Regions from separate parts of the Macaca mulatta genome. Here region 2 is linked to region 1. Evidence: chromatin contacts called from public Hi-C data. All regions are on one chromosome and are shown on one strand. Each heading gives the region's core, a stretch centred on a gene start, on an enhancer-like site or on the middle of the called end of the contact. The rest is flanking DNA. Distances are from core to core; before and after follow the strand shown. Region 1 overlaps CTNND1 (catenin delta 1). Region 2 holds the start of CLP1 (cleavage factor polyribonucleotide kinase subunit 1).

Region 1 (4,743 bases), core at 698-3,197:
GCTCATGCTGGGCCAAAGGAGCCCAATAGTATTGATCCGATGGCACCTCCTCACCAATCATGTCTTCGTAGCTCCTGAGAAGTTTTGGAATAACCAAGAGAATACATCAAGTCATTATGGCTAGCTTCCTGGACATTCCCATTACCCTCATCTGCAAAGCAGGATTAACTGGAGTTTCAGTGTGCTCATCTTCTCTCTCCTTTACATGAATAATATACTGATCAATTTTCCTCAATGGGTTAGGAAAAATAAAAGGTAATAATCTTAAAGGCACCTACAATTTAATTAAAACTACACTTTTTTCTTTGAAGTCTGCAGGCTTAGAAAGTAACAAGCATTCAGGAGAGGCTAATCAAAAAGAAAGAACCAAATCCTTATTATTTATCATTTACTTGAATGATACCTGACAGCTATTAACTTTTCTAGGTAGAGATCAGGATAAACTCTCAAAAAGCAGAATTAACCAAAGCAACTGACTCAATGCCACAGAAGTCTGAGAACAGTTCCTTAACCAAACAGGAAATTAGGCATTTACACACAGGAAACAACTGGCGGGTTAAGACCTTTAAATGCATTTCATATTTAAGCTTCTCCTTATCCTATTTTGGAAATTATAAAAGATGGATTGATAGAGAAAAACTAATAAAGGGCTTCCTGCTACATTATAGGAGGATCTGGGTTTGGTACTGATGAGGTATAAACTTGAAAAGTAATTTTCACAGTCATCCCAAGGTCATGTCTGCTACTCAACAAATGTGTTAGTGGTAAGATTCCATCCTCCAATTTCTAAAGACAGTACCTCCAGTTCTTTCAAAATTGAGCCTATTCACCAACATCACATTTGGGAAGCCCAGCCACTAGGAACAGAGAAAGCAATTGAAAGTAAGAAAAATCAAACCAGGAGACAATTCTTCCTGTTTCAGTACTACCAACAACCACTAGAGGGTGAGTCTGTCACACTATTATTTATTCATAACTACCAGGAAGAAAGAAACCCATTATCTGTGAGCTCATCTCTTCTGGCTCCCACAGGAGAGGAGAATCTATTGTGTGGAGCTCTCCAAATAAGCCGTTGTTTGTTCTACAAAACCACTCCCACTGTCACCAAATACTCAAAGTTGCCCTGAGCAGAAGGGCTGCCTCACAGGTATCAACATCAACTATGCAACAGTGATTCAGATGGACAAAGTATTTAGTAAAACATGACCAAGATGGTCTTAAAATAACACGGAAACAGGACCAGGCGTGGTGGCTCACATCTGTAATCCCAGCACTTTGGGAGGCTGAGGTGGGCGGATTACCTGAGGTCAGAAGTTCAAGACCAGCATAGCCAACATGGCAAAACCCTATCTCTACTAAAAATATAAAAATTAGCTGGGCGTGGTGGTGGGCACCTGTAATCCCAGCTACTTGGGAGGCTGAGGCAGGAGAATCACTTGAACCCAGGAGGTGGAGGTTGCAGTGAGCCAAGATCGCACCACTGCGCTCCAGCCTGGGCAACAGAGCAAGACTCCATCTCAAAAAACAAACAAACAAACAAACACAGAAACAAAATGAATAGCTTAGATAGCTAAGTTTTAAAAGTAGGCTATTGAGCAGTATGTTAAGATTCCCTTTTTGTAGAGGGAAAATAGGATACAGTTACATGTACAATAAAAAAACCTCAAAGGATATGCACCAAAATGTTAACAGTGGTTCTTTATTAATAGATGGTATGCTTTTCTGGGTTTTTCAGGCTCCGTATTGAACATGCTTAACCTCTATTATTAATATACAAAATTATAAGAACAATTACCATAACCAAAATTTCCAAATAACTCTATCTTATATCTTTTTCTATATAGAGGCAGTGGATTGGGCATTCTTTCCTCTGTTTTACAAGTAACAAAGCTGTGCCCAGGAAGACCAAATGACTTGCTTGAGGCTACTTAGCTAGTGGCAAAGGCACAACTAGAACCAAGGTCTCAGGGTTCAGTGCTTTTTCCACTAATCACTGCCTCACTGTTTAAGTTTGACCTCGTATTACTCTTCTAGCCTGGAACAGGAAGCAGCAAATATTCTTGCTAGTCAAGCAGGTTTCCAAGTCCATTGCTACCCTGGAACAAACCCAAGAACGGCCCAAAACTCTATGTGAACTAGCACAACTAGGGACGGCAGAGAATGACCTGGCCACCCACACCCATCTGGGTCCAATCACTCTTTACTAATGAGGAAGTCAGAAAAAGCAGACTTGCAGTAGAGCCAACACCCTGGACAGACTGCTTCAATGATGGCTGTTATCTACCACTGTTCTAGGTTGCACCAGCCGAGGTCTGGTGCTCCTGGAGGAATAAAAATGACTCACATGGGAGTTGGATTAGCTATCCAAGACACCTGAAAGGTGAGTGACTCAGTCTTAGATAATGGGGCCTCTACCCCTGGGCCCAGCCCTGTTCACTCTTAACCAAAGCTACCTAATATATGAAGAAAATTAGCACCAAGGCATTTGCTTTAAAAGGTCATGACCCCATATAGAGAAATTCAGCAACAGCTGCTAGGATATCCTTACCATCAAGACAACCATAAATCATCCCTTCTTTTTTTTTTTTTTTTTTTTTTTGAGACGGAGTCTCACGCTGTTGCCCAGGCTGGAGTGCAGTGGCGTGATCTCGGCTCACTGCAAGCTCCGCCTCCCGGGTTCCCGCCATTCTCCTGCCTCAGCCTCCTGAGTAGCTGGGACTACAGGCGCCCGCCACCGTGCCCGGCTAATTTTTTGTATTTTTAGTAGAGACGGGGTTTCACTGTGGGCTCGATCTCCTGACCTTGTGATCCGCCCGCCTCGGCCTCCCAAAGTGCTGGGATTACAGGCTTGAGCCACCGCGCCCGGCATCCCTTGTTTCTTATCATTTCTCTTTGCGTGGAAAACACTGTTTCTAATTTATTCTGAAGCAGCATTGGCAGCCCATGGGCCAAACCTGTTTTTGTACACCCCCAGAATGCTTTTTATATTTTTAAAAGATTGTTTGAAAAAAAGAACAACAACATATGACAAAGATGATACATGGCCTGCAAAGCCTAAAATAGTTCTACATGGTCCTTTCCAGGGGTCTGTCGACCCCATTCTAAAGCATTCTCTCAAGGCAACAAGGCAAACCATATACCAGTCCAAACATCAATCACTCCTTTTTTCACATCACCAAAGAAATCTCCAGGGACAAGTAGTAAAGTCAGAGTAGGCAGCTGCTTAGTGACCTTTCAGAGTGTTGCTAACGTACCCCCCAACCCCCACTCAAGGATGCCACCACAATTTCACTTTACAATCAAATAATAAGACCCTAAGCACAGAATGTCAAGGCCCTTGTGAGGTCAAAGTTTGTTTTTAACTTTGGGATTAAAAACACCACAAGAAAGTTCTTATATATATCCTTAACTGTCTCTTTTGGTCCTGTATTCCTAAAACCTTCAACTCTGTTTTGTTTTGTTTTGAGACAGTCTCACTCTGTTGCCCAGGCTGGAGTGCAGTGGCGGCATCTTGGCTCACTGCAGCCTCTGCCTCCCGGGTTCAAGTGATTCTCCTGCCTCAGCCTCCTGAGTAGCTGGGACTGCAGGCACGAGCCACCACACGCGGCTAATTTTTGTATTTTTAGTAGAGACAGGGTTTCACTATGTTAGCCAGGATGATCTTGATCTCCTGACCTCGTGATCTGCCCGCCTCAGCCTCCAAAAGTGCTGGGATTACAGGTGTGAACCACCATGCCCGACTGACTCTGTTCTTAATACCAAACCAGAAGCTAAATAGAAATTCCCAAGAAGAAGTGAGCAAGAATTCCATGGCCCCAGACATCAGAATCCTCTGCCTAACACCAAAAAGGGGTCACATCTTAGCCAGAAACAGCAAAAACTTGAGCATAGAAGCAGAAGCAAAATTCAGTCTTCAGGACACAGACTAATAACAATCACAAGTTGTTTTCTTTTTTTTTTGAGATGGAGTTTCGCTCTTGTTGCCCAGGCCGGAGTGCAATGGCACGATCTTGGCTCACCACAACCTCCGCCTCCCGGGTTTACATGATTCTCCTGCCTCAGCCTCCTGAGTAGCTGGGATTGCAGGCATGTGTCACCATGCTCAGCTAATTTTGTATTTTTAGTAAAGACGGGATTTCTCCATGTTGGTCAGGCTGGTCTTGAACTCCAGACCTCAGGTGAGCCACCTACGTAGGTCTCCAAAAGCGCTGGGATTACAGGCATGAGCCACTGTGCCTGGCCCATATATTCAAATTATAGAAAACAACTTGTGGACCAGGCGTGGTGGCTCACGCCTGTAATCCCAGCACTTTTGGAGGCCAAGGCGGGTGGATCACCAGAGGTCAGGAGTTTGAGACCAGCCTGGCCAACAAGGTGAAACCGCATCTCTACTAAAAATATAAAAGTTAGCCGAGCGTCATGGTGCTTGCCTGTAGTCCCAGCAACTAGGGAGACTGAGACACAAGAAACACTTGAACCCAGGAAGTGGAGGTGGCAGTGAGCCAAGATGGCGCCACTGCACTCCAGCCTGGGTGAAAGAGGAAGACTCTGTCTCTAAAAAATAAAATTAGAAGTCCGGGCGCGGTGGCTCACACCTGTAATCCCAGCACTTTGGGAGGCTGAGGCGGGTGGATCACGAGGTCAGGAGATAGAGACCATCCTGGCTAACACGGTGAAACCCCATCTCTAATAAAAATGCAAAAAAAAAATTAGCCGGGCGTGGCGGTGGGCGCCTGTAGTCCC
Region 2 (4,743 bases), core at 1,279-3,778, 140 kb after region 1:
TTTTATGTTGCTGCTTCTACCTCCTGTATTATGCCGTAAGTAAAAATCTAACAAATTACTAAGAATAGATCCACAGAAATGTTTAACAATCTGAGACTGACTTATATTTGGAACTGCCTTTTCTGAAGTAATGCAGCAGAAATACCAGCTGAGAAAATGCAGTGTAAACTAGTAAACTTCCCCAGTTTCCTACCCTGATAGCAACCCTTCCCTCCACTTCACCTTTCTCTGGCTCTGACCTTATTATAAAGCTTGATGTTGGTGCCAGGAGTGGTGGAACCAAAATGATACACCAGAGGGGCCTGGATAGAGAAACCCTCTTCCACGTCTGCAGGTCGCTCAATGTAGAGGGCCCCCATGGTACCAGGGATGGACACAGAACCCTGGCCCACATCCAGCTCCACATAAGTGGGACGGCGGCCCAAACGCACTGCATAGTTGAGCAGAAGGCGACACACTGTAGACTTGCCCACATCAGTGGGGCCCACTACCATCACACGGGGACCTCGCTCTTCTTCCTTTTCCGCTTGCCTCCGCATCTGTTCCAAGGCTGTGTGAGTGTTGAGGTAAAGCAACATAGGAGTGTCCTTGGAGACATAAGCCACCTCAGTGCGGCCGCTCAGTTGCACAGAACAGCCATGCCAAGTGAAAACAGCCACCTTGGCACCAGCATCAAAGGTGAATTTCTTGTTTCGGGTCAGCTCTGTGCCAAAGATCTCTGCCATGCCAGTCAACAACTCCAACTGAACTGACTGAGATGCCTCCACCTCAAAGCGAAGTTCTGTTTCTCGCTCTAGTTCAAATTTAGTGGTTGGCTTCTTGTCATCATTAGCCTCTTCTCCCATCTCTTCTGTGTAGCTGCTGCGCCTAGAACACAAATTAAATATCAGACCCAATTGTAAGTCAGTCCTCTGTTACAAAAACATCCAATGGGGCCAGGTGTGGTGGCTCATGCCTGTAATCCCAGCACTTTGGGAAGCTGAGGTGGCTGGACCACTTGAGGTCAGGAGTTTAAGACTAGCCTGGCCAACATGGTGAACCCCGTCTCTACTAAACATACAAAAAAAAAAAAAAATTAGCCGAGCATGGTGGTGGGTGCCTGTAATCCTAGCTCTTTGGGATGCCAAGGCAGGAGAATCACTTGAACCCAGGTGGCAGAGGTTGCAGAGAGCCGAGATTGCACCACTGCACGCCAGCCTGGGCAACAGAGCAAGACTCCATCTCAAAAAAAAAAAAAAAAAGAAAAGAAATCATCCAATGGGCCAGGCACAGTGGCTTAGGCCTGTAATCCCAGCACTTTGGGGCACTGAGTTGGGCAGATCCCCTGAGCTCAAGAGTACAAGACCAGCCTGGGCAACATGGTGAAACCCCATCTCCACAAAAAATGCAAAAATTGGCCAGGCCTGGTGGCTCACGCCAGTAATCCTAGCACTTTGGGAGGCCAAGGCGGGCAGATCACCTGAGGTCACGAGTTCAAGACCCGCTTGGCCAACATGGTGAAATCTCGTCTTTACTAAAAAATACTAAAATTAGCCAGGCATGGTGGTGAGTGCCTGTTGTCCAAGCTACTCAGGAGACTGAGTCAGGAGAATCACTTGAACCTGGGAGGTGGAGGTTGCAGGGTTGCAGTGAGGCGAGATCGCACCACTGTACTCCCGCCTGGGCGACAGAGCTAGGCTCTGTCTCAAAACAAAACAAAACAAAACAAAAACATACAATGAATGTTTCCCCTTACCTTGCTTTAATTCTCTCCATATTTCTTATCACCATCTGTCTCACTATATATTATGTTTTCCCCGCCTTCCCATCCCAAAATGTAAGACTTGGGCATTTTTGTTTGCTACTGTATACTACTTAGAATAGAGCTTGACAGACTGTAGACACCTCAATACATTGCGTGAATTAATGTCTCAGACATCAGAGAAAAACCATACCTACAGATGGACAGAAGATTTAATTATATCACCCTCCATCACTCTATTGGTAAACTCCAGACTTGAGAAGGTAACAGATGCCCAGACCCCAATCATCTTAGTCAACAGGAAAGGGCGTCTGCAATACGGATGCAAAGCAAAGAACACCGGGTTTGAACTCAGAAAACAGCATAAGCCTCGGCTCTGTAACTACTAGTAGTGTCTTTAGACAATCACTTAACTTCTCTGAACCTTTGAAGCTGTCGACTGGAAAGCACTTACACTTCCTCAAATACAGTGTTGTTCTTGGTGTTTATAGGAATTGTGGGAGGAAAAAAAAGCACTTCGTAAACTAGAAAATGACAAGGAAACGATATGAATTATTTCTGATCCTGGACTGCAGCTCTAGGTTCAGCATTTGTCCCAACCTCCCCAGACACCAAAATCTCCCCGGACCACAAGGAGGCGACAGTCGCGTTCCTGCCCTTTTTTAACTCACCTGCGCAGCCAGGAGCCCAACAGGTAAACCCAGAAGGTCCTCCAGTGCAGAACTCAAACCAAACTACAAGCGGTTCTTGCCCAGACCCACGCCGGAAACAAACGCAGTTCCGCACTTGCGCTATGAAAGGACACGCGGTCGCACGCTGCCCTTTGGGACGTGTAGTTTGCCGGAACAGCCGAGAGCGGGTGCACTCGCTAAGCCGCTCGGCCTTCTGGGAGTTGTAGTCAAAGGATTGTTTTGAACTTGACGCCAAGGGTGGGAGGGGCGGCGGCCGTCATTATTCGTGAGGCCGGAGGGAGGGGTGAGGAGGCGTGGCGGTTGCGCCCCCGCGCTGGGCAGCGACAGGTCGAGGGACCTGGCTTCGGCAGTGCGCGTCCGCGGCGGGAATCTCGCCCCAGATTTCCTGCTCCCCTGCAGCGCAGGAAAGAGAAGGGAGGCCCGGAAGAGAGGGCGACTTACTGTCTAGGTCTAGGTCCCGCGACGGCCTGCTTGCCTGGACAAGCCACGAAGCACAAAATCCTGTTTGGGCAGGGGGAAACCTAGGGGTAGGGAAAGCGGAGGAAAGCAGCCCGACAGAGGTTGCACCGAGTAGTTGTCTCCCACCTTACACAGTGCTTGGCACATGGAAGGCATTTCAAAATTTTTTTCTTTAATAAAAGAATAAAAATCCGATGATTTCTTCCAGCTACAAGTCAGTCATTACCCAACAACCTCTCTCCCACTAAACGAGGATTTTTGTTGGCCACTCATTTCCCTCCATAAATCTCTGACAGTTACAGGTCAGTCATTTGCCCCTCAGCCAACAGGCTCCACCACGTCTATAATCCTCTTTTTACTAACTTGGGCTTTGGAATCTTACATTATTTGCTATACTGCTTACATCACTGTGTGACTTTGAGCAAATCACAGGCTTCATCTCTCTGAGATCCTTTTTTGTTTGTTTGTTTTTCTTTTTATTTTTGAGACAGCGTCTCACTCTCTCGCCCGGGCTGGAGTACAGTGCCGCGAACATGGCTCACTGCAGCCTCGACCTCCTGGGCTCAAGCATGACATCGTTTTTTGTCTGCAAAGTGGGGATAATAACAGTGCCCAACCTAAAGTTGTTTTGACGATTGCAGGAATGTGCCTGTAAAGTACTAAGTACGATGTCTGTAATACAGAAAAATCTGATGTCAGCTTTTACGTTTTTATTATAGGCTGGGGGGAAGGGACTATAATACCATTCATTCGTGCAATACTTAACATTTTTCAGATCCCTTTCAGGCATCTTCTTTCACAGCCGCCCTGTAAAGTCAGCTTTATTATATCCAATTTCAGATGGGGGAGGAGACTAAGATAGGTGCAGGGATTTGCCCAAACATTAACATAACTGAGTCCAGTTATGATAATAGTAAACATTTAAGCTGGGCGCGGTGGCTCACGCTTGCAATCCCAGCACTTTGGGAGGCCGAGACGGGCGGATCACCTGAGGTCAGGAGCTCGAGACCAGTCTGACCAACATGGTGAAACCCCATCTATACTAAAAATAGAAAAATTAGCTAGGCGTGGTGGCAGGCGCCTGTAATCCCAGCTACTGGGGAGGCTGAGGCAGGAGAATCGCTTGAACCCGGGAGGCAGAGGTTGCAGTGAACCGAGATCAAGTCACTGCACACCAGCCTAGGCAACAGAGCGAGGCTCTGTCTCAAAAAAACAAACATATTTATATACTTCTATATGCCAGATACTGGTCTATGGACTTTTCAGGTGTAAATTCATTTAATCATCGCCAGAATCCTATGCAGTAGGTACTGTAATTGTCATCTTCACTTTACACGTGAGTACTTTTTTCAGTCCTGCTCACGTAGTTAATTCATATTGAGGAGACTGGGAAGATTTTCTGGTTGGTTCGCCAGAAAGATTTTCTCCTGCTGGTCCTACTTAGCAGCACTCCCCAAGCAGTGCCATCCTCACTTGTCACTTCTGAGTTTTCTTTGATGGTTTGCTTTAATTATTTCATTCATTCAACATGTATGCCTTAGCTTTTTTTTTTTTTTTTTTTTTTTTTTTTAAGATGGAGTTTTGCTCTGTTGCCCAGGCTAGAGTGAAGTTGTGCAATTTCAGCTCATTGCAACCTCTGCCTCCTGGGTTCAGGTGATTCTCCTGCCTCAGCCTCCCAAGTAGCTTGGATTACAGGCACGTGTCACCATGCCCAGCTAATTTTTGTATTTTTACTAGAGATAGGGTTTTCACCATCAAGTGATCCGCCCGCCTTGGCCTCCCAAAGTGCTGGGAATACAGGCATGAGCCACCGTGCCCAGCCTATGCATTAGTTTTTCAATTAACTATTGG

What was found. A called contact is a pair of places that touch in the nucleus more often than the background predicts.
Region 2: a contact with region 1 is called in a Hi-C map of blood, with 2.9 times the contacts expected there. The contact joins the promoter of CLP1 here to the enhancer-like site in region 1. A contact is called at or near these places in 2 of 14 Hi-C or Micro-C datasets (CD4 T cells and blood).

Annotation. Positions count from the first base shown.
Region 1 is chr14:15,593,209-15,597,951 of T2T-MMU8v2.0, forward strand. CTNND1 (catenin delta 1) reads right to left here. Exons shown (of 19, transcript NM_001266516.1): 7 at 1-74. Among named protein-coding and RNA genes, the nearest start is that of CTNND1, 39 kb to the right of the region's middle. Within about 2 kb of position 1,948, at least 16 of the 40 cell types and tissues checked have an H3K27ac peak or open chromatin away from gene starts, as enhancers often do. A contact at or near this core is called in blood, where this site is marked.
Region 2 is chr14:15,737,500-15,742,242 of T2T-MMU8v2.0, forward strand. CLP1 (cleavage factor polyribonucleotide kinase subunit 1) reads right to left here and starts at 2,529. Exons shown (of 3, transcript NM_001194783.1): 1 at 2,413-2,529; 2 at 432-867. The coding sequence starts at 845.